7 separate regions of the Mus musculus genome follow, and regions 1, 2, 3, 5, 6 and 7 are each linked to region 4. A link is a contact called in public HiCAR-type, HiChIP or PLAC-seq and promoter capture Hi-C data. All regions are on one chromosome and are shown on one strand. Each heading gives the region's core, a stretch centred on a gene start, on an enhancer-like site or on the middle of the called end of the contact. The rest is flanking DNA. Distances are from core to core; before and after follow the strand shown.

What was found. Promoter capture Hi-C pulls out the DNA fragments that hold promoters and counts their contacts. HiCAR-type assays count read pairs that join an accessible place to other places. HiChIP or PLAC-seq counts read pairs in DNA pulled down with a chosen protein or histone mark.
Region 1: a contact with region 4 is called in a promoter capture Hi-C map of 3T3-L1-derived adipocytes, with 6 times the contacts expected there. The contact joins the promoter of Slc48a1 here to the promoter of Slc38a2 in region 4. A contact is called at or near these places in 7 of 39 promoter capture datasets (the 3T3-L1 cell line, 3T3-L1-derived adipocytes, the C10 cell line and 3 more), 1 of 484 Hi-C or Micro-C datasets (B cells), 3 of 115 datasets of contacts at active chromatin or transcription factors (astrocytes, embryonic forebrain and pancreatic cancer cells) and 1 of 9 other capture datasets (embryonic stem cells).
Region 2: a contact with region 4 is called in an H3K27ac HiChIP or PLAC-seq map of large pre-B cells, with 2.7 times the contacts expected there. The contact joins the enhancer-like site here to the promoter of Slc38a2 in region 4.
Region 3: a contact with region 4 is called in a HiCAR-type map of astrocytes, with 2.1 times the contacts expected there. The contact joins the promoter of Kansl2 here to the promoter of Slc38a2 in region 4. A contact is called at or near these places in 4 of 39 promoter capture datasets (the C10 cell line, embryonic stem cells, hippocampal neurons and 1 more) and 3 of 115 datasets of contacts at active chromatin or transcription factors (astrocytes, embryonic stem cells and extraembryonic endoderm stem cells).
Region 5: a contact with region 4 is called in a promoter capture Hi-C map of hippocampal neurons, with 2.2 times the contacts expected there. The contact joins the promoter of Asb8 here to the promoter of Slc38a2 in region 4.
Region 6: a contact with region 4 is called in an HNF4G HiChIP or PLAC-seq map of pancreatic cancer cells. The contact joins the promoter of Pfkm here to the promoter of Slc38a2 in region 4. A contact is called at or near these places in 2 of 115 datasets of contacts at active chromatin or transcription factors (astrocytes and pancreatic cancer cells).
Region 7: an H3K27ac HiChIP or PLAC-seq map of microglia shows a contact between it and region 4, with 7 times the contacts expected there. The contact joins the promoter of Tmem106c here to the promoter of Slc38a2 in region 4. A contact is called at or near these places in 2 of 39 promoter capture datasets (hippocampal neurons and pre-B cells), 1 of 484 Hi-C or Micro-C datasets (B cells) and 1 of 115 datasets of contacts at active chromatin or transcription factors (microglia).

What each region holds. Positions count from the first base shown.
Region 1 is chr15:97,781,969-97,785,713 of GRCm38.p6, forward strand. It overlaps Slc48a1 (solute carrier family 48 (heme transporter), member 1), which reads left to right and starts at 2,397. Exons shown (of 3, transcript NM_026353.4): 1 at 2,397-2,648. The coding sequence starts at 2,513.
Region 2 is chr15:98,509,020-98,512,578 of GRCm38.p6, forward strand. No RefSeq gene overlaps it. Among named protein-coding and RNA genes, the nearest start is that of Snora34, 9.0 kb to the right of the region's middle. Within about 2 kb of position 1,617, at least 97 of the 459 cell types and tissues checked have an H3K27ac peak or open chromatin away from gene starts, as enhancers often do.
Region 3 is chr15:98,532,411-98,536,442 of GRCm38.p6, forward strand. It overlaps Kansl2 (KAT8 regulatory NSL complex subunit 2), which reads right to left and starts at 1,859. Exons shown (of 10, transcript NM_133714.5): 1 at 1,492-1,859; 2 at 1,108-1,366. The coding sequence starts at 1,358.
Region 4 is chr15:96,698,403-96,702,136 of GRCm38.p6, forward strand. It overlaps Slc38a2 (solute carrier family 38, member 2), which reads right to left and starts at 1,326. Exons shown (of 16, transcript NM_175121.4): 1 at 1,006-1,326; 2 at 213-415. The coding sequence starts at 328.
Region 5 is chr15:98,144,415-98,147,974 of GRCm38.p6, forward strand. Asb8 (ankyrin repeat and SOCS box-containing 8) reads right to left here and starts at 1,288. Exons shown (of 4, transcript NM_001170710.1): 1 at 1,187-1,288.
Region 6 is chr15:98,106,603-98,110,175 of GRCm38.p6, forward strand. It overlaps Pfkm (phosphofructokinase, muscle), which reads left to right and starts at 1,869. Exons shown (of 23, transcript NM_001163487.1): 1 at 1,869-2,009.
Region 7 is chr15:97,962,030-97,965,807 of GRCm38.p6, forward strand. It overlaps Tmem106c (transmembrane protein 106C), which reads left to right and starts at 2,200. Exons shown (of 8, transcript NM_001252153.1): 1 at 2,200-2,306; 2 at 2,811-3,001. The coding sequence starts at 2,821.

The DNA of each region.
Region 1 (3,745 bases), core at 1,147-3,646, 1.1 Mb after region 4:
CCAACCAGTCACAGCAAACATTCAAATCTGAAAACAGCGAAAGGGGCACTGGCATTAATTTGGATATTTTTAAAGACGCTCCCCTCCCCGCCCCGCCCCCTGATTATTTTTAAAGGAAGATAAATGTGAATTGCGTCACGTGCTTGGCAATTAATTGAGCATTCCTCCTTAGACGGCTTGTGCCTAAATCCCCTTCATTGGTATTTAATGCTCGCTTCAGTCAGTCACAGTCATCTGCTCAACAGATGTGTGCTAAGGGAGTTTGGATGCCTCACACTCTGCTAGGTGTTGGCGGCCCCGAAACTGGGACCGCTGCTGCTCATGGAGATGGTCTTCTAGAAAGGTGAATCAGGCAGAGCTTTCAAGATATCCGCATCACAAGCTGTGAGCGCCCTACTTGATGAGTTTGGCTGCGTGAGGGAGTTAAGCGTCTGGAGTCTGGGAGTTTATCCTGGGTTACTTTGGTCCTTGTGGAAGAAAGAGGGAGGAGGGGGAGGGAGGAGTCTCCGCCAGTCGGGAAGCAGAGTAACTTGCAAACAGCTGTTCCCTACAGCTTCCCTGGGGAGGCAGCCCGGGAGTCCTCTTGCTTTCAGTGCAGTGACATTTCTATTTGGATCCTTGACCTAAGGACTATAAAGCTTCGATGCTTCTAAATGTATTAAAATTGTGGTACTTGTTGCTGTAGTGAAAGGATGCTAGTTATTCACACTGTGAGGTCTAAGGGTGCGCCGGGTGGCCCGGCCAGAGGACTCTGGGTTGAAGAGTGCAGAAGCCCGGCTTTTGCTTTGACCTTCCCTGTCAGCAGTCCATACTGACAGCTGAGCTGGTGGAGACACGGGGCGGTTCTGCTGTGGATGCACTGCAGAGGCAGGGGCAAGCTTGCAAGGCTTGCAAGGGATTGGGGCATGAGAGTTGAGGAAAGGAAAGGAAGAAAGTGTTAGAGGCGAGTGGGTTTGGCCAGCCACTCCCCACACAGCGGCTTTGCAAAGGCGGGCGACCCCTGGTGGAAGGGTAGGGTCCTAGGCTCATCCTCAGACTCTCATCTACCTAGCTGATCCTAGGCGGGCCTGGAAATGCGTCTTTATCAGAGTCAGCTACAATTTCCGAGACAGGGTTTCTCTGTGTAGCCCTGGCTGTCCTGGAACTCGCTCTGTAGGCCAAGCTGGCCTCGAACTCAGAAATCCGCCCTTCTCTGCCTCCCAAATGCGGGGATTAAAGGCATTTGGCACCACTGCCTGGCCAACGATCACTTTTTAATTTAATAAACTAAAATGGTGGCAAACGTGTGGAGCAATCTTGTGCTGTGTGTATAACTTTTGGGAAGGAAACCCACTGCTTCGAAATATGGATAGAAAGATTTTTTTCCCCTTATTTTGGTCTTTTGAGACCGGGATTCTCTGTGTAGCCCTGGCTGACCCCTGTAGACCAGGCTAGGCTCCAACTCACCAAGATCCACCTGCTTCTGCCTAGTGAGTGCTGGGATTAATGGTGAGCACCACCACCACCTGGCTGGTAAAAAGAATGAATATGTTAATTGTTGTTATATTATTTTAGATTTTTTTTCAAGTTTTATTTTACTTATTTAATTTCGGGCAAGTTGGGGAATCAAACTAGCTCCCCAGATCTGTTTTCTTGCCTCGGCCACTTCCCAATTGCCAGGATTCCACGTGTGGGCCATCATGTGCAGTTTTATGGGTTTTCCTTGTTTGTTTTGGTTTGTGACTTTTGTGACTGGGTCTAGCTTCCCTCGAACTCAAAGAAATCTGCTTCCCTCTGCCTCCACCTCTACCAGTGTAAAGGCATGCACCACCACAGCTGGCTAGTTTCTATAGCCTTAACTTGTCCTTTTAATGAGTTTGAACTTCCCATTCAAAATTTAATCCCAGAACTCAGGAGGTAGAGGCAGAAGGGTCTCTATGAGTTCCAAGCCAACCTGGCCTACATAGGGAATTCCAAGACCGACAAGACTACGTGGAGACACCACGTCTCAAAAAAAAATTCAAAAGTATTTTAAAAATTAAAAAGTGCTCATTGGGGCTGGAGAGGTGGCTCAGCGGATAAGAGCACTGACTGCTCTTCCAAAGGTCCTGAGTTCAAACCCAGCAATCACATGGTGGCTCACAACCATCTGTAACGGGATCGGATGCCCTCTTCTGGTGTGTGTCTGAAGACAGCTACAGTGTGCTCACATATACAAAATATTTTTAAATGATCATTGTAGCCGGCTCCGGTAAAGACGGTATTTCTAGGCCAGCCAAGGCTAGATAGGTGGCGTTCTGGGGATGAGGCCAGGACCCTGCCCTTCCACCAGGGGTCGCCGGCCTTTGCCAAGCGGCGGTGTCGGGAGCGGCCTCCGGCCGGGGAGGGCGCTGTGCCGTTGGCACCGGGGGCGGGCTGGGGGCGGAGCGCCGGGCGGCAGCGGCTCTGGCTCGGGCTCGGGCTGGGGCTGGGGCTTGGGCTCCAGCTCGGGCCCTGCACCTGTGACTCGGCGGCGTTGCTCCTCCGCTGCCCCATGGCCCCGTCCCGGCTGCAGCTCGGCCTCCGCGCCGCCTACTCCGGCTTCAGCTCGGTAGCCGGCTTCTCCATCTTCTTCGTCTGGACGGTGGTCTACCGACAACCGGGGACTGCGGCGATGGGGGGTCTCGCAGGTATCCCCGGGGGACGCGGGGTGATCGGGGCGGGCTGCGCGCGGCGGCTGCGGTGGCGCTGCCCGGGGGTGGGAGCGTTGTTTACTCCAGAGAGACTGGAGACAGCGCAGGCCCGGGTTCCTGGGCAGTGCCCGGGCCTCTGGGACCTGGCGCCTTATGAACGTGGCGGGACCTAGGGTGCCCACAGCCCGCCCCTGTGGTTCGCACAGCTCTGCGGCTCCAGGGCTGTTGCGTCCCCCGCACCCTGTGAATCTACCCTCCACCCCGTGTCCACTAGAGCGTCCTCTGCGCGCCCATCTCCTGGCCACCCTCGCTCCCTCAACACGCACACTGTGCGGGATTACCGCATCTCTTATAATAAGTGGGGTTCGTGGGGAAACCCATCAGCCAGCCCCCTTCCAGCCCCAGAGGCCCTCTGCCGAGACCAGGACTGTACTGTGGACCCGGTGTCACTGGACATTCCCTTTACACCTGTGTCCATCTGCTCTGGTCGGAACCAGTGGGAATCTGCTAATCCCTGAGGGACGAGGAGGTGGCGAAGGCCCAGCCGTGCTCTCTAATGTGTAATTTTGGGTCACGCCGTTTAGCCTCTCTTGTGTGAAGGCCAAATATATTATTTACACGTATTATCATCATTTAATATTTTTTTGCTGGGCTAAACAAATCTACTCTCCTTATGTCATCTAATCCTAATAGTAGTCCTCTGAAGTAACATTATTTGTGCCCATTTTACAGTTAGAAAAAAATCAATCGAGGCTTACGGTAAATAAATAATGTGTCCAGGGTTTCAACAGCCACACGATGTGCCCCCAAGATGGCTCAGCCTTAGCCTGGCCGACCCGATTTCCATCCCTAGAACTCAGAAGGATTCAGGTTGGCATGCTAAAGGCATTAAAAGCCCTATGGAGGAAACTAACCCAACAGTACGACAGCCACATGAAGTAATATGTATGGCGAAAGTATGTGTAAGGAAAACGTTTTAAGATACAACATTTATTCCATGGCTAAAATCCTTGGCCAAAGATCTAAAAATGGAGTAACTCGAAAGAATTAATTTATGCTGGGCAGCAGTGGTGCATGCCTTTAATCCCAGCACT
Region 2 (3,559 bases), core at 367-2,866, 1.8 Mb after region 4:
GGTTATGCAGAGCAGCTGAGGCTCGGCACTGTGAGAGGCCACGGAAGGCCATTGGTGAGGGTGTAGCCTCAGTTGCAATTGATGGCCCAGGACTTGAAGGGGTCACACAAGGGAGTTGATGTTTGGCACCATAAAGAGAGCTTATGAGAGGCCATTGGTGAAGCCCAGTTGCAGCAGAAGACAGCAGTGTTTTGGAGATGCCAGTACCATGAGATGACCACCAAGAGCAGCAACAGCAGTGGAGTGCAGGCAGCTGGAACCTAGAAGACAAGGTTTAGCTCAAAGGGCAAAGCTAGAAAGTGATTCAAGCCCTTGGAGGAGTCCCCTCCAAGAGCACTGGATATTGTTTGTTTGTTTGTTTGTTTGTTTGTTTGTTTTGAGACAGGGTTTCCTCTGTGTAGCCATGCCTGTGCTGGAATTCTGCAGACCAGGCTGGCCTCACACTCAGAGATCTGCCTGCCTCTGCCTCCTGAGCGCTGGGATTAAAGGCATGTGCCACCATGAGCCTTAATGGCAACTTGGTTTCAGTTCCCAGAACCCACGTGGCAACTCACAACCATTTATAACTCCAGTTCCAGAAGATCAGAAGCCCTCTGCTGGCCTCTGAGTGCATTAGGCACATATGCACTACACATGCACACATGCACACAAAACATCCATACACATAAACTTTAAAAAAATGTTTTTTTAAAGAAAAAATGTAAAGCAAGCTTCTAGACTCTTTTTTGTAAACATTCAGTCTTGCATTTCACTTTGGAAAGTGGCCTCTGTTATCAGCAGACTCATATGAAGTGAATATGAAAAGACACTCCCATTTAATCCCCCGGAACATACTTCTAACATTTCATAAAGCACTGTTAGAAGCTGACGGTATGGCAGAGCAGTGGTGGTGCACGCCTTTAATCCCAGCACTTGGGAGACAGAGGCAGGAGAATTTCTGAGTTCGAGGCCAGCCTGTTCTACAGAGGAAGTTCCAGGACAGCCAGGGCTACACAGAGAAACCCTGTCTTGGAGGAGGAGGAGGAGGAGGAGGAGGAGGAGGAGGAGGAGGAGGAACTAGAATGATGATAGAATAGATAGATAGATAGATAGATAGATAGATAGTAGTTAGACAGATGGTAGGGATAGATGGATATTATTGATAGATAAATAGATGATAGATAACAGAAATGTGTAATTATATAGATATCGGTATAATGATACAAAGTGACCACCTTGGGCCTTTCCCAGGACACCAAATCCCCACCCCCCCGTCTCCAAACCACAGAAAATAGTAGGGCTACATAAATATTCCTGGGGTAATGCTACATAAATATTCCTAGGATAACATGATACAACAAATGTCCATCGCTGATCTTCCAAGGTGAAAACGAATTGCTCTTGATGCACTGCGTAAGGGCACTGACCCAAAGTCAAAGACAGTTCTCACACACACACACACACACACACACACCACACACACACACACACACACACACACCACACACACACACACACACACACACACACACACACACACACACACACACACACACACATTCACATGCCCCCACTCCACATGACAGACTCTGCGATACAGGCTTTCTCCAAATGCCGCGAAGACCACACGGGGGCGCTGTCGGGCTGTGTTTTGCCCATAGTTCATCAACTTATCTCCCAAGCAACCAAGCCTTTGGTGGGCAGGGGTGGTTCAAGACCCGAAATGTAGACACATTTACAAAGAGGTGTGTCGGAGCAGCCAGCCTCGGTCCCACGCAGCATCAGTACCTGCAATGCAAGCAGCGGCAGGTCTGGGGATTGAGGGAGCACGCCACTGCACGGTCCACAGAAGCCAACTGTTTCCAGCCCCTGCTGACCCCATGTGTTGTGCTGAACATCCACCATGGTCCCTAGAGGAACTGTTTACAATGGGAAGCCTGGCGCACTCTTAACTCTCAGACTATCCGCATTGTAGAGTTGTGTTTATTAACCGTCTCTGACGTTTCACCAGCATCGGCTCCATAATAAAAGGCGTCCCAGTGGTCACCTGGATCATTAGCAAGTGTTATCCCCGATTCTGTGGTCCCAGGACCTGTAAGCTTTGCTTTCAAGAATAGGTTATAATGGAGGCTAATTTTTTCTGCCTCCTACGCAGTCAGCAGGACACTTCACTATCTGCCTTGTCCCAGAGACTCAGTAACCAGATCCAGAGTAACTCCCCTGGGCTTTCTCTTGCTTTCCAAGTTCCTGCAAAGCCATTATAGTACAGGGAATATAAGCACATTTATCCTGTGGCTGTTCTCTGCTCCCGCACTGGACACCTTTGGCCCAGGCGCTACTTTCCTATTTCCCTAGCCTGGAATACAGCATCGCGTGGGACTTGCCCAGAGTCTGTTTTATTTTTTATTTAAAATAAAGAGGGGGGGGTGTTAATGAATTCATTCTCTAAAGCACAAGCAGACGCTTTTCATTTCTCTCTCAGTTCCCATTTTGTGCACTTCCGCTTCTCAGCACATTGTCTTGAGAACGCGGATTCTGTACTTCCGTGGGTGGGCTCGCATTGCTTTCTTCCCCGGCGTTAGGGATAGATAGTCCCATGGCACATGTGTGCTCTGCCTCTGAGCTACAGGCACAGGCAGTCCTTGAGTTATGAACACGCTTCCAACATCCTTACTTTGTGATTGTTTACCACAAATGGAAATTTAAGTGAGGCTTCCTGGCCTTAGAGGAGGTGAAAGATTTTTCTGTTTGTTTAGGTTTTTTTTTTTTTTTTTGCTTTTGCTTTTGAAACGGTTTCTCTGTGTAGCCCTGGCTGTCCTGGAACTTGCTCTGTAGAATAGATTTGCCTCGAACTCAGAGACCTGCCTACCTCTGCCTCCTGATGACAGGACTAAACGTGCCGTGATAAAAGGAATTTAGTCCACTCATAGAACAATCTGACTATTAACTGACAGGATTAGATTCTCTTTTTTAAGACCTATTTATTTATTTATTATGTATACAATGTTCCGCCTACATGTATGCTTGCAAGCCAGAAGAGAGCAAAAGATCACATTACAGATAGTTGTGAGCCACCCTGTGGTTGCTGGGAAACTGGGCACCTCTGGAAAAGCAGCCAGTGCTCTTAACCACTGAGCCATCTCTCCAGCTCCAGAATTAGATTCTTATTCAAAATTTAATCTAATTACTCTCTTCTCCCTATATAAATCCACCAGTGTCGAGTTTACGCACATATTACTATAGATGCTAATTCTGAATCTATAAAATAAAAATATTATGGTTGGTTTTAATGTCAACTTGTCGCAGATTAGAATCACCGAATACGGAGCCTCGCCTGAAGACATGTTCTGAAGAAGTTGATCTGACTGGTGTGGGAAGGCCCTCCCCTGATTGTGGGTGGGCCTGGTAGCAGCTCCGATAAAAAGGTTGTTTTGGTAGGACGTTATCTCCCCTTTGTTCCTTCTGGCCTTCCCTCTCGCCATGAGTTTGTTTGCCTGGGATACGGATGATTCTCTCTGATGTCAGAATCAGTATTTATAAGTTGTCATCAAGACTAGGTACCAACAGCTCCCCAGGAACC
Region 3 (4,032 bases), core at 609-3,108, 1.8 Mb after region 4:
CGCTCCAGCATGAAGAATTAACTTAGAGTGCCAATTCAGTGACTCAGCAAACAGAAGGGCCTACCACCAAGGCCAGACAGACCACCTGAGTTCCATCACCCCCCACACAGCAGAAAGCTACCCTCCGACCACGTGTGTGTGGCAGCACGTGAATCCTCATAATAGATGTTTAAGGAAGAAGACTTTAGAGCTGCAATCCCAGAACTCCAGAAGCCGAGGCAGGAGAATTAAGGGTTAAAATCAGTCTGACCATAATCAGAACTCAAAACCTTAATTTTTCCAGCAAGCGATTAACTAAATATCTCTCCCTCAAATGGCCTTCCAGTTCTCATTATTGGCGGGGTGGGGTGGGAGGGTTGAGACAGGGTTCTGTTTAGCCCTGGCAATTCTGGAATTCAATGCTTTTACTAGGCTGGCCTGAACTCCCAAGTGCCAGGATTAAAGGCCTGCACCACTGCTGCCAGCATCATCACCTCTGAGCATTTGAGTGTTTTGACCTGCCTCCCAAAGAGTGAATATCCTTAATACCTTTTTTACAAACACACGACCTAAAACTCCGCAGATACGACCAACTCTACACATCATGTTCCCCTTTGCACTTTAAAACTGAAGGCAGGGGACAAGCATGTGGCACCAACATTCTCCCACTCCAGTTCCAGGAGACCCAACGCCCTCCCCTCAAGCATGAACGTGGTACACCAACACACATGCAGGCAAACACCCATACACATGAAAGTTCTTTAAAAAACCATAAAGGGTTGCCAAAACTGTTCCAAGCAAGGGCGAGACTGTCTCAAAAGAGGAGCCGGGGGTGGGGGAGTCTGTGACTCTGCAAGCCTAGCTTAACCTTCTGTCTGTCCTTCCGTACCAGGAGGTACTAAAACCGACTCCAGCAAATTGGCCTCTGACCTCCCCACGTGTCCCTAACCACACAAAACAAACTACCAACGGGAAATAAATGCTTCGAAATGTAATAAAAGTCTAACGGTAGGAGGTTTGGGCGTTGAAGCAGGCTCGGTGATACAACCTGTGCTTGGCGTGCATTGAAAAGTAAGAACGACTCTCGGAGCCCGAAGGCACCCATATAACCCACGCCTCTCCACGTACCCATCTTTCTTCTCGGGCTTTGGGGCAGCACTGGGGCACCTTTTTCCATTCTTCGTCGAGACGTAACTACATTGTTTGAAGGGTGCATTCTTGTCTTCAAGAATGTGCTTAATGCAGAACTCCTGCCCCTCCAGCCGCGGCTGAGAGCACGGGCGGTGAGTGAACGAACAGGAAAGGGGCTCCTGCGACCTGGGCACTGGGGTGATCCTCCCCCGATTCGTTGGCAAGACGTGAATCCGAATCCTGTTCATGCCAAAACCTGCGGGGAGGGCGGTCACACGACAGATCGAAACGGCCTTAGCCCGGCCACGAGTCCTGGTTGCGTGCTCCCGCGGCCGCCCTCCAGCCTCCCGTCACCGACCCGCCCGCCGCCCGGGCCCCTACCACGTTGGCCGAATCTCCGCAGCAGCAGACCGGAAGCGCGGCGCCTGTCCCACGCGGCACCACTGCAACGGCGCGGCACGCCCCGCCCCCACGCCCCGGCTCGCCGCCTTTGTCCCTGGCCGCCTCAGCGCTCACAGCCCCGACCCGAGCGCCTTGGCCGTCGTCCTACAAGCGCCATCTTGTCCCACGGCTCCCGGCACCGGAGAACCTGGCTCCCCGAAAGCCTAGCAACCAGAGAGGCTCCAACGCTGCAGGAGACGACGTGCCGCGCTGAGCTGACAGAGAAGGCGAGCAGCGCCTAACAGCAAAGGAGAAGCGCCCGGCACGGCGCCATCTTACCTCCCCCACCGCGCGGCACCGCGCAGCTTGCCCTCTGGCTGCTCCGCCTGCTCGGAACGCGACCCTAGACGCTGATTGGTTGCTGCGCTGAGGGTGCTGTGCTCCTATTGGTCAGAACTAACACTAGCCTGTGGAGGGCGGGACAGTGAGAGACTCCACAACGGGAGTGGCTGAAGTGAAGTGTCTGTCAGAAACTCGGCCGGTGAGTGGGCCGTCGGAAAGGCGGGCCACCGCCAGTCGCCGGATTCGGATATTTTTCCATCTGAAGGGTTCGTCTTCTGGTGGCAGTAGTCTCCAGTCTTCTCGGGCAGCTACTTCTTTACCGTCCCTACACAGCAGAAGAGTAGACATTGGGGTGGCTGGAGAAATGGCACCGACTGCTCTTCTAGAGATCCTGAGTTCAATTCCCAGCAACCACATGGTGGCTCACAACCAACTCTAACGGGATCCGATGCCCTCTTCTGCAGTGTCAGAAGACAGGGACAGTGTACTCATATGAATAAATCTTAAAAAAAAGAAAAGAAAAAAAGTGGACGGTGGCTGACCGTGTTTTCTGTTTACACATGAAAAGGTTTTATTAGTTTTCTATGGTGACCAACCAGTTCATTTAATTTTTTTTTCTTGGTCATTTCATGTAAACACTCGAACTCTTTCTATCTCATGAATCATATATATGTACTAATTAATTTTTGTAGAGCAGCCCTAAGAGGTAGACATTATTTTTTAGGTAGACATTATTTACAGATAAAGTGATGGAAAATCAAAATGACTTCTGGCATAGCGCATGCTTCTCAACGCCCTGCCGAATAGTGTATTATAGAAACAGGCTATTCCGTTTTCACGATTCTTTAAAGATTCCAACCACACCTATAGAAATCCGATGGCTCTCTGCCTTATTCTCTTCTTCTTCTCCCCCCCCCCCCGCCCCCCTTTGGAGACAGGGTTTCTCTGTGCAGCCCTGGCTGGCCTCGAACTCAGAAATCCGCCTGCCTCTGCCTCCCAACTTATTCTCTTAAGAGAGTATCTCCCACTTGGTAGTGGTGGCAGACTCCTTTAACCCCAGCACTGGGGGGGGGGGGGGGGGGGGGAAGAGTAGAAGCAGGCAGATCTCCGAGTTCGAGGCTAACTTGGTTTACAAAGCCAGTTCCAGGACAGCCAGGGCTGCACAGAGAAACCGTGTCTCAAAAACAAAAGATGAAAAAGCCACCAGGTACGGTTACGGTAGGTAGCACACACCAGTAATCTGAACACTGTGGAGAGAGGCAAGGGGGTCTCTGTGGTCAAAGACAGGATCTGGACTTGTCTCACTGAACCTGGAGTGCACCATTTTTAAAAACTTATTTGTGCCCGGCATGGTGGCGCACATGCCTTTAATCCCAGCACTCGGGAGGCAGAGGCAGGCAGATTTCTGAGTTCGAGGCCAGCCTGGTCTACAGAGTGAGTTCCAGGACTCTGAGTAGCCAGGGCTACACAGAGAAACCTTGTCTCAAAAAAACAAGGGAAAAAAAAGAGTTACAGTGGTTTGGTGTCTCTTCACACCAATAAGAATTCAGGTACATGCGTACATGATGTAAACTCTCCCATTTAAAAATAAGAAAAATGTTCACCAGCTACTGTTCCTATTGCTGTGCCTAAGACATGATCTCCTTATACAGCCATCTTGCCTCAAATAGCTACTCTCCTGCCTCAGCTTCTTTTTTTTTTTTTTTCCGAGACAGGGTTTCTCTGTATAGCCCTGGCTGTCCTGGAACTCACTTTGTAGACCAGGCTGGCCTCGAACCCAGAAATCTGCCTGCCTCTACCTCCCAAGTACTGGGATCAAAGGTGTGTGCCACCACGGCCTGGCTCTGCCTCAGCTTCTTTAGTGCTGGGTGGAGGGAAGCTGGAGACAGGTGGATCCTGAAGCCTGCTGGTCAGCCGAGCTAGACTGCCAACTCCAGCAAGTGTGTTGTCAGTCCCAGATCTCTACTCTCTTGAATTTTGTCTGGTTAGGAATCTCTCCACAGCAAACTGACACTCAAGCTTACAGGTGACTTTTTCACTTTGTTAATTCAAATGAAGCCTCTAGGCTCTGTCTTATAAGACTATTGTGTAATATCTAACACATTGAATCTCTTCCCTGTCCAGAGAGATGCCCCCAGACTGGCCTCAAAGTCATGGTAATCCTTCTGCCTCAGCTTCCAACTGCTGGAATTATAAGCA
Region 4 (3,734 bases), core at 76-2,575:
ACCATCTGTCATGCAGTAACAACCGGGTAATTTAGCAGGCTACTCTCTCCGGGGCTGTGAGCCAGGGGAGACCGAGGCTTCGGGTGAGCCTTCTGGTTCCTGGGTGTGCGCGTTAGCCTGTAACCGATGAGCAATCCCTCCAGCCCCGAGGCACCCGTGTGTGCAAGCTGGCTTTTTTTTTTTAATTTGCAAAGCACATTTCTTTTTCCCACCTTTTCAGAGCAGCCTGCTTGGTGGGGTATGAGTAGTTGAAGTCACTGTTGGAGCTGTAACTGCTGCTGTCCTCATCCGGGGAGATGTTGAACCTTCCCATTTCGGTCTTCTTCATGCTGCTCGGGAGGGACGGACGGTGTGCGGCTCGCTCGCGGCGCGGGCTTCCTTTTGTCCTTGGCGGCGCACTGGCCCTCGAGGCTGCCTGCGAAGGTAGAAGGCGGCGCGTCAGGACTGCGGCGCGCGCCCGCCCGCCCCCCCCCCGTACCACGTGACGCCGCCGAGCGGCGCAGCGCGGCTGATTCATCCCCCGCCAGGCGAGTGGAAAAGTACCAGGCGAGCGAGGGGCGGGGGCGCGGCGAGGGGCGGAAAAGTACCGACGGCGGGGCCGCGAGAACAAAGATGCGCCCGCCGAGGCGCCCCTCCAGCCGCCCCGGCGCTGAGCCCGGTCCCCCTGCCCCAGCCGGGGCTTGTTTACAGGGCGCACGCCGAGCCTAGCCTCCGGCAAGCCGGGGACTGCCCCGGGTACCCGGTCACCCGCCCCTCCTCTACCCCGGGAGGAACTGATGCAATACCGAGGGGCGATTGATTGTCAAGCCCTCGCGCGGTTCGCCTTGCCCCACGCCCGGACCGGACGATTATTTTCGAGGCACAAGACCCGATTGCAAGCAGCCGAGCGGCCCGTGCGCGATTCCCCCTTCCCCCTAACGGGAGGCTGTGGCCGGGTGGCCGCAAGCCCCCGCTCCCGCCGCCGGCGCCGCCCGCGTCCCCGCCGCCGCCCCTCCCCCGCCTCACCTCGGTGCTCTCCCTGCGAGCTGGCCCACCTCACGGCAGCGTCTCCCGTGGGCTGTCTCGGTCACACACCAGAATTGTAAAACGAGGGAAAAAATGTAACAGTGACGGAGTCCTTTTCTTTTATTTTTTTTAATAAAAAATTTTTAAAATTTCCCCGTAATCCAACAACAGGCAGAAGAGGTGGATTTTTTTTTCCTCTTTAATTATTAAAGAAAAATGAAAAAAAAGAGCGGGGAATGGCGATCACGATCCTCCGGCGGAGATTGAGGGGTAGCGGCGCGGGCGACGGCGTGGCGCGGTGTGGAGCAGCTTCCCGAGCGCGAGTTATAGCGGCGGGGCGCCGCGTCAGTGGGCGGGGCGCGGGCGTTCGCCTTTGTGTATCAACAGCACCTGGGCTCCGCCTCCCTCCCGGTTGCCCCGCACCCCGAATCGGGGGGCCAGCCGCACCCCGCTTCCCCGCGGCTCGGGGCACTGCAGCCCCGTGGGTGGCCGCCACCCGCGGCTGCTGTAATTACGGAGCCGGATCCCTTAGATTCCCTCCCAGCCCGGTCTCCAACGCTGCGTTTCGGGGACGCAGCCGGCGAGTGTGCAGTACCCTACCCTCCCAGCCCCCCCCCCCATAACCATTCCCAGCCCGTGACTTAAGATTTGATTTACGTGAAGGGTTTTTTTTTTTTTTTTTCTCCCGCAGAACTTGGGCGGGCGCTGCCACGCTGCCCAGAGGGCCGGTTTGTGTTCTCGATCTTTCCACCTAGATGTGCTTTCACTCTCCAGTGCTAGCCTGGTGGTGAATGAGAGGCGGCTCGCAGTTGCGTGTCGGCATAGACTTTTGGGTTGCACGTGCCACAGCGTACTAGGGAGGGTTTGCGTTTGACCAGCAAGCCAGACACACCTTTAATAAAAGAACCTCGGGCTGGGTTCTTCCGAGGCCGCCCAGGGGCGCCCTGTTCCCTCTTGGTGGACACTTTCCCTCCTGCTACCACCCCACCCCTGGTGCTAGCGTCTCCCCGGGCTTCCAGCGAGAGCGCCCTCGTTGGAATGTAGGCCTGGAGCTTTCTCTACAGCCCAGATCCCTCGGTGGTGCTTTTGGTCTTGCAGAGCCGGGCGGCTCAGGGGGACCCCTAGACGAGAATATTCGGTGCTGCCGGAATGGCGAGGGCCCTTCCCTTTCGGTTGAACAAAGACCCCCGAGGAGAGCGAAATGCTGGTTGAATGAAAGAATAAACAAACGAGTTTGACCTGGTGCTCTCTTCCTTTGGGGGACGTGGGAGAGATTGGGCTGGGCATAGAGGAAAGGGTTGGGTGTGATCACACTTTTTTGCCTTCAATGTTTTCCTGAGGAAATCTGCAACACTGCCTATTTCCGTGGCACGAAAGTCTTGGGGTACCTTCAGCCCGTGTCAGTGTTCATGATTGACAGGGCAGGACCCTATTTCCCCTTTACACACTGTGTTCTTCATCCTAAACCTCTGGTCCGGTCAGCCATACTTAAACAATAGCCTTAGAATGAATGCTGCACGTCCCCTCGCCCCTCTCAAGGGCGGTGGTCACTCTAGACCTAAGGAGCCAGGAACGCCTTTTTTCGGCTTGCCTATAATTAATGCTCCCCTCCTCAGTCCTACTTTTGCAGTTCTGTTTTCTAAACCATGTGGTGTCCGGACTTCATAAACCTGTGCTGTCTTGCACAGTCCTCAGATTGTTCGAATTTGTTTGTAGTCTTGTATCGACAGTCTCCCCATGGAGACCGAACTCTCCTCAGAGGGGAGGTTAGGAATCTGACATATAATCGTAGCTAAAAAAGTCTTGATTACCTTACCCCGCCCCCCTCCCAACTGCACACCCTAGTAACATCGGATAAACTCCTGTCAGGAAACGCTTGGTGGTGGACTCAGGAATCCTGGGAAATTCCTTTCTATCAGGTTTCAACTGATAAAACTCAAAAGATCTTAAACCACTTTTTCATTCTAGGTAAATCTCTTGCCCTGTTAGAGGTATTCAGGAAGTTCTGTAGGTTATTGGTTATGGCTGCAATTTGGAATACAATTAGACCTATTGTCCTTTGGACTTTTTCCATGGTTCATACTGCAGGATAGTTAAGGAGAGAGGTGGGGAGGGAGAGAAGGACTGAGGGGAAGGGAGAGGAGAGGAGAGGAGGGAGAGGGAGAGGGAGAGGGAGAGGGAGAGGGAGAGGGAGAGGGAGAGGGAGAGGGAGAGGGAGAGGGAGAGGGAGAGGGAGAGGGAGAGGGAGAGGGAGAGGGGAGAGGGAGGGAGAGGGGAGGGAGAGGGAGAGGAGAGGGAGAGGGGAGAGGGGAGGGAAAGGGAGAGGGGAGGGGAGAGGAATAGATTTGGAGGCTTGTAATCTTTATCTGAATTTCCGGATGGTCAGAAACTGAATAGTACGTGACAATAACAATGCAAAGCAAAAAGGTGATTTTTCTATCACCACTTTGATTCTTCCCAGTAGTGAATCGAAAATGCGCGTTACTAGGCCTGGAGAGATGACTCAGTGGGTAAGAGCGCTGGCTGCTCTTCCAGAGGCCTCAGGTTCAGTTCTCAGCAGCAACATGGCAGCTCACTACTGTGCCCTAACCTGGTGAACAGGGAGACACAACTCTATCCCAGACACACTTACTCTATTAATGGCACGTCCTTCTAAAGCGGCCTGGTTTGTGTAGCGATTTATACACTGGAACTCTAACACTGCCATATTTAACTCCATCTGGGGGGTG
Region 5 (3,560 bases), core at 38-2,537, 1.4 Mb after region 4:
TTGTTAAATCCATATTTGAATTGGCATCACAGCATCAAGCACCCAGGATCGGACTCACCAAACCCCTGGGTTAGGTAAGTTGCTGTCAGGGTGTGACTCAGAAGCAAAAGCTTTACTGTAGAATATATATATATAATTACACATGCAACTACTAAGAAGCGCAAATTTGCGATGGGTTATCCCTTTATACATTCGATAATGTAGTATAAACTCTAGTTTCTTTTTGCTAATCAGTAGCCATTAACAGCTGTCTGAAAGGTATGCGAGGCTGTGGGTATGGCTTAGAATTCGGCAAATCCTGTTTTTTTTTTCTTAAACTTTGTAACAAAGGGGACAAAAAAGCATGGGGTTGGGAGGTGGGGTGGGCGCAAAGGTATAGTCCGGGTTTCAGCAACGGTGTTGGTCAGAGGGGACAAAGCAGAAGGCTTGACCTGATGTGGTTGTGTAAGTTCCTGGTACATTAAGCAGATGGCACTAAACCCTGCACTCATTTTATGGATGTTCCTGGCTTCCAGGCTAAGAACTCTACCTTGAAGCTCCAGGTGAAACTGTGTGCCTTTCGCAAGGACAGCATCTGCTGTCAGGATAGATCAAGATAATCAACTTCCCTGTGGCCCCCGAGGCCAGCAACCCTGCAATCTGACCCCGGTGGGTCCTTCCCTCAGCTGTGACTCGTTTGCTCCATGCCCTGTTTTTTCTTCTCCCTCCTATGGAATGTACAGAAAACTTTTTTTTTTTTTTTTTAAAGCAATGCACAAATACACTCAACAGACCCTGCTCAGGGCCGGCGTCGGCCTCGCCCCCGCGGTGACCCTTGGCCTGGCCGGAGGCTCCCAATCCCAGGACGCGGACAGCTGGAGGTTCGCAGCTGCCGGGTCTGGACGGACAGACGGACGGAGAGGGGCGGGGGCCAGGGCAGCAAAGGCCAGGGCTGCTGCGTCCCTTGCGGCAGGGACCCCCGGGCGCTCACAGCAATCCGGGCGAGTCCCGGGAGTCTCAGCCTGCACCCCGGGGCGCCGACCAGCCCCCGCCCCCACCACCCGCAAAGGCCGGGAACGGTGGCCGGGTCCGGAGGCACAGAGGCCGGGCAGGCGGCTAAGGGGCGTTCACAGGCTGCGAAGCACCGACTTGGGGGTGGGGAGGGGGGCTGGCTTCAACACCGTCCCGCACTCACGGCCGCACTCACCGAACCGCGGGTCAGATCGGTCCGGGAAGCCGCTGTCAAGGCGTGACCCGGAAGCAGAAGCGGCTCGCATCAGCCCCGGGGTTTACAGCGCAAGCCGGCCGAGTGCGTGGGCGCCTGCGCGCAGGCCAGTGTGAGCGAGCCGAGTGCGCCTGCGCAGACTGTGGACGTTGGTGGGTTCTTAAAACTTTCCTAAGGAGCTGGACGCATTCCCCTGTCGCTGCTTATAGGACGTGGGCGCGATCGCTAGATCACTCCTAGCCTCTGGCCTCGTGTCCTGGTCCAATGGTGGAGGAAAATCCCGAATTTTAAGCCTATTCTTATAAGTCTGCGTCTGTGTGGACCAGGGCATCCCATTAGTCTGCCTCCCAGAGTCTATATCTGCAAACAGTCCTGGCACCACATCCCCACCGTCTTCTCTGCTTAGCATCATCCATTTCAGAGTACAAGCGTCACATAATTGACAGAGCAAGCTGCTGGTGACTGCCTCTCAATCTTGATTTGAGGAAGCCCAGCTTATTTGAACTAACTCTCTCTCTCTCTCTCTCTCTCTCTCTCTCTCTCTCTCTCTCTCTCCCTCTCTCTCTCTCAGAATTTACCCACTACATAACAAAAGCAGGTTTGCACTTGTACACAGCAGAGGGTCTAAGGATCTAGCAAGATGAAGTACTGTAACCTGGAGGGTGGCAGTCACCTCTCTTCGGAGGTTCTGGGCCAGCTGTAGTTCAATGACCCAACACAGAAGGAAGAGTACAGGGTTCGGGCATTGGCTTTGAGACTGATGTATTTCGCTCAATTTCTCCGAGTATTATCTTTCTTGAGTGTTGGTGAAAGTATAACAACGTAAAAACAGAATTCTAGGCCTTTAGGCCCAGGCTTGGGAATGTGGCCTTTGTAAAGGTATGCTAATCAAAAAAGAGAGCAACATTCCTCTACCCACCCGCTTCCTGGGTTCAAAGAGTGCTCATTCAAAGAAAGTCACCCTGGCCATTACCAGAACCTGCAATGCAAATGTGCTATTGTTAGAGGCTCTTAGAAGCTGTCTTGAGAGTTAACAATTACCAGGTATTCCTTGTGACTCTTGTAACTTTACACTTCCTTGTGACTCTTAACTGGTATCTTTGGTATCTTCCAACAACACCCTCCCCACTTCCTTAAGTTTCGGTTTCTTCCTTTAAATACCCCCTTACCCAGCTACTCAGGGCGCCACGGTCCTCTACCCCTGCGTGGTGTATGACCATGGGCCCGAGAGCGCTCTTGAATAAAAATCCTCTTGCAATTTGCAGCAAGACCCGTTTCTTGTGGGTGATTTTGGGGTGTCGCCTCTCCTGAGTCAGAACGTGGGGGAGCCCTCACATTGTGGGTCTTTCATTGGCTGTAATAATACTTAAATATCCTTCTATTTCTAGAAAATTTGATTTTAAGTAAAAAACAAAGTCTTGCTTCCCAAATGCTTTCTCACTTGCCCAATTTCAAACCGCTGTATAGCTATCGTCATGGTACTGTACTACAAAATGGAGCTTGAGAGCACTTCATTATAAAATTGCAAAGCCTACAGTGTCTGTTCTATTTTTTTTTCTTCTTCTTCCTGAAGAAAGATAAGGACAATAATGATTCTCAATTTTAAATTTTAATATTTTTATAAAAATATTCAAACATACAGAAAAATTAGAATAGTAACATGAAATCTTTATAACATTGCCTATTTGTAAAACATTGACTTCTTGTCACATTTAAAATCTAATATTTGAGCCGGGCAGTGGTGGCGCATGCCTTTAATCCCAGCACTTGGGAGGGAGAGGCAGGCAGATTTCTGAGATCGAGGCCAGCCTGGTCTACAGAGTGAGTTCCAGGACAGCCAGGGCTACACAGAGAAACCCTGTCTCAAAAACCAAAAAAATAAAATAAAATCTAATATTGTTTTTGTCCTTTTTTCTATTTTATGTTGTTCTTGGTTTTCTTCTTTTTTAGACAAACTATTCAAAAAATGTCTCTAATTCCTGTTGCACTGGGAATTTTTTTTTTTTTTTGAGAAGACAATTCTATGTCCTGATGGTTGCTCTCCTTTCCTCTACGCAATCCCCAAATTTATTGAGCAGTAAATATTAAAGCTTTTAGATTATGGGGAAAAAATCAGTATTTTCTAAATGTGTGAGTGATTGCATTTTGCTAGTGGTAATAAAATAGGCTGCCCACCCAGGTTGTCTTGAGGTGTTTGGAGACTTTGCTTGAGATTTGTCGGGACTTCTACTGAGCGTTTACTTCCTAGGGCCTCAGCTTTTCGGGGGACAGAGATGAAGTGTGGTTCCTTTTCATTAAGGATTGGAAGACAGAGGATGATCATATCAACAAGGCTTTATGTCCAAGGTGCACGGTG
Region 6 (3,573 bases), core at 619-3,118, 1.4 Mb after region 4:
GGCATGATGTAACTCATTTAAGAGTTATGTGATGGCCATGTCTGTGACTGGAAACTGTTAAGTTGCCTTTAACTAATGGGCATTCTGCCAACAATGAACGATGTTCACTAATGTTCAGGTCGGCCTTGCAGTCTCACTGTATTTAATATTATCTCTTCCTATCTGAGCCATTTGATAGCTGGGTAAGAGTCTCTTAGCTCCCTGGTGGTAGAACAAATGAATGTTTTTGCGTATGTTTATTTGCCAACTGTGTTTTCTTTGATAACATATCTGTCCAGATCCTTTGCCCATTTTAAAACGTATTGTCTTTTTTACTACTGAGCTGTTAGAGGATTTTATTCGCGTATAAAGTTTATTATTTTTAAAGTTAGTTCTATGAGAGGTTTGAGTCTCCTCTGATGTGTACATACATACATACATATATACATATGTGATCAAATTCATCCCCACTCCCCATGCTTTTCCCAATCTCTTCCCCTTCGCTACCCACCCGGTTTTGTGTTCTTTTAACCCTTTAAGACCAATCTGTGCTGCCCAAACAATGTTGGATGTGGTCTTCCTCTGGAGTCAACTCATCAGGGGCTACACTCTCAGAAAACTGTCTCTCCCTGCCTCCAGCAGCTAAGGATTGCCATTTGCTCCATGGCTGGAATGGTCTGGACTTGGCTTGCACAGATTTTGTAAATGCTGTCGAAACTGCTCTGGATTCATATCTGCAGCTGCCCCGGTGTGCCCATAAGATAATTTTCCTTGCAGCCTCCCACTGCCTCTGGCCCTTCCCTTCTTTCTGACCCTTCCTTGGGAATGATTCCTGGGCCTCCTGGGTGGGGGTGCGGTCTATTATTTGTTGCACTTTGTCCAGCTGTGGTTGCTGTGTTAATCACCACCTACGACAAATAGAAACTCTCAGATGAGGGTTGAGAGAGGTAGAAGATGGGAGGTGGGTGGGGGAAAGGGTACAGAAAGGCAGACCGCACCAGCACCGGGTGGGGTTACTAGGCAGGTCTGAGGGGTCTTTCTTCTACATCCCAGTCCTTTATCAGATACATGATTTGCAAATACTGCCTTCGGTTTTATAGGTTCACTTGCATTCTTATCGTTGGCAGCCGGAATGTACATGGCAGAGGCAAAGCTAGCAGAGAAAGAAAGGGCAGTAGAGAAATCCGCCGGTCCTGGGACACAGAGTAAAGTTGACTGTGGATAAGCATTCAAGCAAAGACAAGAGGGGAGGCAGCAGAGCAGAGGGTGTGAGCTGGGGATGTTGGTGGTGCTCAGGGAACACCAGCCCAGTGTTCCTTAGAGCGCCTGCTGCAAAAGTATCTTCTGGGAGGTAGCTTTTCCCTCCCAGACTCTTGCAACCTGCTGCTGCGGACTTGAGAAGGGGCCTTTCCCTCTTTGGTCCGTGGTAGCATGCAAGCTGGATTCGCCCTCTTTCCTCTCTGAGAAATGATGCAAACGTGGAAAGACTTTTGAGGTTATTGTATAAGATATACCAGTGTTCTGTGTTTCTTAAAGGCAGGTATCTGTCTTAAGACAAAGCCTGGCACACAGACTCCAGATAAACATGTCCCTTGAAAGCGCGATAGGGGTGGTCAATTGCTGTGGTTGGATTTTAACAGTGGCACACGTTTGAATTCAAGGAATAGCAGACAAGCCAGGAGAGAAAAAGTTGGCTTAGTTGGAGACAAGATTAGCAACTAGATAAATTCTAACCCTCACCACGCACACGAGCAGCTAGCTCCCAAGATAAAGATGTGCTCGGGAAGCAAGCATGCAAGCAGCGGCCACAAGGCATCAGGGTTCTTAAGGGGTGGAGGAAGAGGAGGAGAGAGGCAAGCAGAGGGAGGCGGAGCCTCCTTGCCATTTTCGGCCTGTAGAGGTTTGGAAGCCTCTCCTCCTCCCGCGGCTGCCTCCACCTGGCTCCTCCCCGTGTTCGCCAAGCTCCCCTCCCCCTTTCCCCAAGGACAATCTGCAAGAAAGCAGCGGCGGAGGAGAGCTAAAACTACAAGGCAAGAGGGAGGCCTTGGGTGGAGAGCGAGGGGCGAAGCCAAGAGTGAGGTGGGAGCGAACGTGCCGTGCCGGGAGCAGGCGGTGGGGAGGACGGAAAGGAACAGAGGGCCAGACGTGACAAGGCATCCGAAATCGCAGGCGAGAGGGGGGATGGGTGCTGGGCACTCGTGAAGAAGCGGAGCCCCTCGGTTAACCGCCCAGCACTTGCACGCTCAGATCCCAGAGGCATGGGCAGGGGTGCTGGGCTGTGTTGCACTTGGTTGCCTGACCCCTCCCCTGGCACATATCCAGTTCAAATTGGTGCACCTATGATGCTTCCAGGCTGTGTTCCTCCTGCCCCCTGCGAGCTCACACACATACGATTCTGTATATTTATATTTAGCATCAGTGACTATGTCACATGCGTGTCACCGTGAGTCCATGAAGTATGGGGGCATACGAACTGCATGTATTTTTGTGTCCTGTGCCTCTTGACATACAAACTCAGGAGAACGTGAGCCGCTGTCACAGGCCAGCTAACCTTGGTAGGGTGAACTCGTCTCTTCCACTGAAAGCACGACATGGGGAAGTGTGGGGGCTTCTACAGGTGATGAGCCAATCTGGTGACGAACTCCAGGAATAAAAGAAAAACCCTCAGGGAAAAAGAGCCAGAACAGTTAGATAAATGTTCTTCTTTTCCAAAATTTTGGGTTCCCATTGGGTTCTCTAATCATGTAGTCTTTCTCACGACCAGCAGAAATCGAGACGTTAGCATGCCAGGTTTATGTGTGTTCATGTTGCTTTCCCGGTTTGTCACTTTCTAAGTCCTACATGTGCCTGAGTGTTTTGATTTGCTTTTTTATTTCAAATTAGCATATGAGCTATTAGTTATCTCTGGGACATTTTAGAACAAAATTTCGTTTTAGTAGACCCTCCTTTTCTCTCACCTCCCCCACCCACCCCGTGACCCCTGACTTTGCTGTGCACCCCTCTGTTCTCTTCTCCTTTCATGTCCCCTCCCCCATCCTTCATCACCTATTCTCATCTCTCTTGGTCTCGTCTCTAATTTTTAAGGGTTTACCCACACTTACTCCCGTTCATGCGTATACAGGTCTACTTTACAGGGTAGGAGCTTCATATGAGAGACAGAGGAAATGTAGTTTTTGTCTTTCTGAGTTTGGGTCACTTAATACTACACTTTGTAGATCCATCCATTTTTCTAAAAAAAAAAAAAAAAGCAATAATTTAGGCTTTTTTCTTTATAGCTGAGTAAAATTCCATTCCATACATGTACCACATTTCCATTACCCATTAATCTGTTTATGGCCATCCAGACTGATTCCATCTCCCTCCCTCCCTCCTTTCCTTACCTGTGATGTATCCAACCCAGGGCCTTACAAATGCTGTTCAACTGTAGCATATTCCCAGACCTGAGTGTGCTTTTAGCAGTAGACTATGGAGCTACACCCAACCCCAAGCCTGCTCTTCACACATCTGTGGTACATCGGGTCACTGATGCTTTTCAGCAAGTGTTACTGAGCTTCCTGTGTGCACAAACTTCAGTGCGTAAGCTCTAGAACTGGC
Region 7 (3,778 bases), core at 950-3,449, 1.3 Mb after region 4:
AAGTGCCTCTAAAAGAAAACTGGAGAGAGCTTACACTAGCAGCTTGGCAGCACACCTGAAAGCTCTAGAACAAAAACAAGCAAATTCACCCAAAAGGAGTAGACGGCAGGAAATAATCAAACTCAGGACTGAAATCAAACAAATAGAAACAAAAAGAACCATACAAAGAATCAACAAAACCATCAGCTGGTTCTTTAAGAAAATCAAAAAGATACGTAAACCCTTCCTTAACCAGACTAACCAGAGGGCAAAGAGAAAGTATCCAAATTAATAAAATCAGAAATGAAAAGGGAGACATAACAAAGTATATCTTAAAATAATTACAGTTTGTTGAATATTAACAGTTGAAAATAGTAAAATCATGTTCTACAAACATCATGGAAATATTATTGATAATTTTTCTCTCTATGCTAGAACTTAGCATTTTCTTAATGTTTCACTTCAAAAAGTTTTTGCTATTTTGAAATTTTTAAAATATACTTACTGATAAAGTAATTTCTCTCTTAGAAACACTGATAATCTTTTTAAAGTAAACTGATTGTTAGACAATGTTCACAGATATATAATGCATTTTAAATACTCTCTCACTATGTCAGGTGCTATCATATAAGGGCTTTTGAATATATTCCTTAATGATTCATTTTTAATATTTTATGCTCTTTTACTATGCTTAATTACAATAGAATATTTTGTATGTTTTGAAACAATTTAGTATTCAATGTTAGATATAGGATCCTCAGTTATGGATAGTATTAAATATTCATTAATGATATTTTTAGGATATGAATATAAAAGTTGAACAAAATTTTATGTATTATTTGATTCTCAAAATACTCCATAATATTAATATGTTTGATGTATAAAGTGCATTTAAATAATACAAAAAATTATGAAAAAAACAAATAAACAAAAAACAACCAAATCAAACCATCCAAACAAAAACTCCAAAACCAAGACCAACTAACAGACCAAGCTTTCCTCTTTATTTGCGCTGTGTCTATATTTATTAGGATTGTGTCCCACTGTGAGAACATGAAATCTAGGAAGATCAGAATTCTATCAGGGACCTGATTTCTTTTATCCTTCTGTCCAGAGTTCCTCATGGCCTCTTGGTCACAACACAGCTACTTTAATCTCTAATACCAAGCTCACAGTCCAGACAGGAAGAGTGAGAGGATCAGCTGAGTCTCTATCTACTTTAAGGAGACACAGAATTTTTACTAGAAAAAAATCTACAACCTTCCCCCAAACTGGGCAGAACAGTATCACCAGAGTTCATTAACTGCAACCAAACAATATGTTTTTAGCTTAGCCTTTATTTCTCCCAATATCATCAGATTTATTTAAGTAAGAGACATAGAAGTAGGGCTGGAGGGATGGCTCAGCTGTTAAGATCATTAACTGCTCTTCCAGAGGTCCTCAGTTCAATTCCAAGCAACCACATGGCGGCTCACAACCGTCTGTAATGAGATCTGATGCCCTCTTCTGGAGTGTCTGAAGACGGCTACAGGGTCGTCATTTAAATAAAATAAATCTTCTCTTGCTGTTCTTAAAACAGGGTCTCACTTTGCTGGCTGGCCTCAAACTCACGTTCTAGGCTAATTTGAATTTGTGGCGATCCTGCTGTCTCTCAGATGCTGGAAGCCCCGTGCACCATCACACAGGGCTCTTTAGCCCTCTTCGCCAGTTTCATTTCGCTTCTGTGGCACTTTAGCTTTCGGAGGAGCTCTCAAACCCTTTATGCCCATCCCACGTTTTTTGTGGATAGTGGTCCTGAAATAGGATCACCTTGCAAAACTTAGCTTTGGGTTTCATTCTTTTGACTAGCCAGCAGGACTCCGATGGAAGTTGCCTCCAATCAGGCCCCTTGTCACAGTGGTTCTCCATAAGCTCTTTAGGCATTCAGATCCTCTGCCGGGACCTAGTACAGGTTCTGGGTTTTGGGTTTCTTTATGCCCCGTGTCCCTGTGCGGAGAGAATGGCTTTGGCCGTCCTCCTCTCACACAGAAGCGCTCTGATCCGGAAGCTCAGATCTGGGGGTATAGAGGAGCGACGTTCTGTCTCCGAGCACCTCCGCGGTTCTCTGTCGCCCCCTACCGGTGGGTAGGTGCGCTGCCGCTGCGCGGCAGGAGGGACGCGCTGGAGCTCAGGGCGCAGGCGCAGGCGCTCGCGCTCGCCCGGGTCCTCGGGCGGGCTTGCGGTTCTGCGCGTGCGCACGGGCGGAGGCGCGCCGAGGACTCGCTGGAGCGGGCAGGTGGAGGGAGGAGTGGTCCCGGGAGTAACTGCCAGCAGTTGGTGCGCCACAGGTCCGGGGGCGCCCGCGTTCCCGAGCCTCGGAGGCCTGAACGCGTTCGGAACGTGGCTTTTTTTGTGCGGGGGCGTGACCTGAGCCCGCCTCCTCGGCTGGGAGTGGAGGAGAATGGGGATCGCTGAGGCCTTTAATTAATCTGGTGCCTGTTGTTTGTGTGCCCGAGGTGCAGCCTGTTTGCCTTTTGAGTTTGCAAACAGAGGGGAGGAAGCGGCGGGGTGGGGTGGGGGAGCAGGAGGGGAGATGGGGTCTTCCGGGCAGAGAGCCTAATCCAGCGAGGGCCGTCCTATTCCAGGGGGAGGGGAGGCCAGACACGACACGGGACACTGCTGCAAAAGGAAGGCCGCAGTAGGAACTGCCAGTGTTGCGCACACAGGCACACACTTAGAACAACAGCCTCTTGCTCAGTATTTTGCACTTTATGCAGAAGTGATTTTTTTTTACCTCTAGAGCGGCCCCACATGGACACTAACACGCGCTCACCACCCCCCTCCCCATATAGGAGATGACACATGGGGTCTCAGCACTCCTCTGCCCTCACATTTTGTCAGCGAAAGAAGGATGACAACCCGGAGGACTTGCTGGCTGATAGAGATCAGGAGGAAGCCATCGCTCAGTTCCCCTATGTGGAGTTCACTGGGAGAAATAGCATCACCTGTCACACCTGCCAAGGAGCAGGCTACATCCCAGCAGGTGAGACCATCGGCCATCACACGGAAAGCACTCTGGCATCTGCTCCAGCCAGCCCTCCATAGTCATAGCCCGCCCTGAATTGTAGCCAGCTCCGCTGCCCTGATAAATGGACAGACTCCAGGTTTTTTGTTTTTTGTTTTTTTTAAATCTTACACTCGGAACCCTTTCTCTTCTTCATTTCTACTCCTTTATTAATGCCTTAGTTTCTTTTCTGGTTGCTCTGATAAAATACTCTGACAATGGCAATTTAGGGGATGAAGGTTTATTCTGATTCACAGCTCCAGGTCACAGCTCCATCACTGAGGACAAGTTATACAACAGCAGCAATTTGAAATCGCTTATGTCACCTTATAGTCACAGCAAACAGCGAGCGAGGAGTGCTCGTACCTGGTTTCCCCTTCCCTATTCATTCAGAGATACAGCCTATGAAATGGGTGCCACCCACATTTAGGGAGGGTCTTCACATTTCAGTAAACCCAGTTAAGAAAATCACTCACAGACACGCCCCGTGGGCCGACCTAATCCCGTCTGTATCCACTGAGACATCTTCCTAGGCCACTCCGGGTTCCCAGCCCCTCTCTGGTTTGGAATGTTTATTTCTCTGCTGTGGGATCTGTTGACAAGGATGTTTCTCTATCGTTCTTGCTCATAAGGATGGCCACAGCATTGTGAAGGAGATATTCTAGCAGATCCTTTACAAACAAAGGCACCATGAGCAGTAGCCAGGGGTCAGCAGAATACCAGGGGGTGGGGAGTGACAGTCGGCTCAGGAGTGGG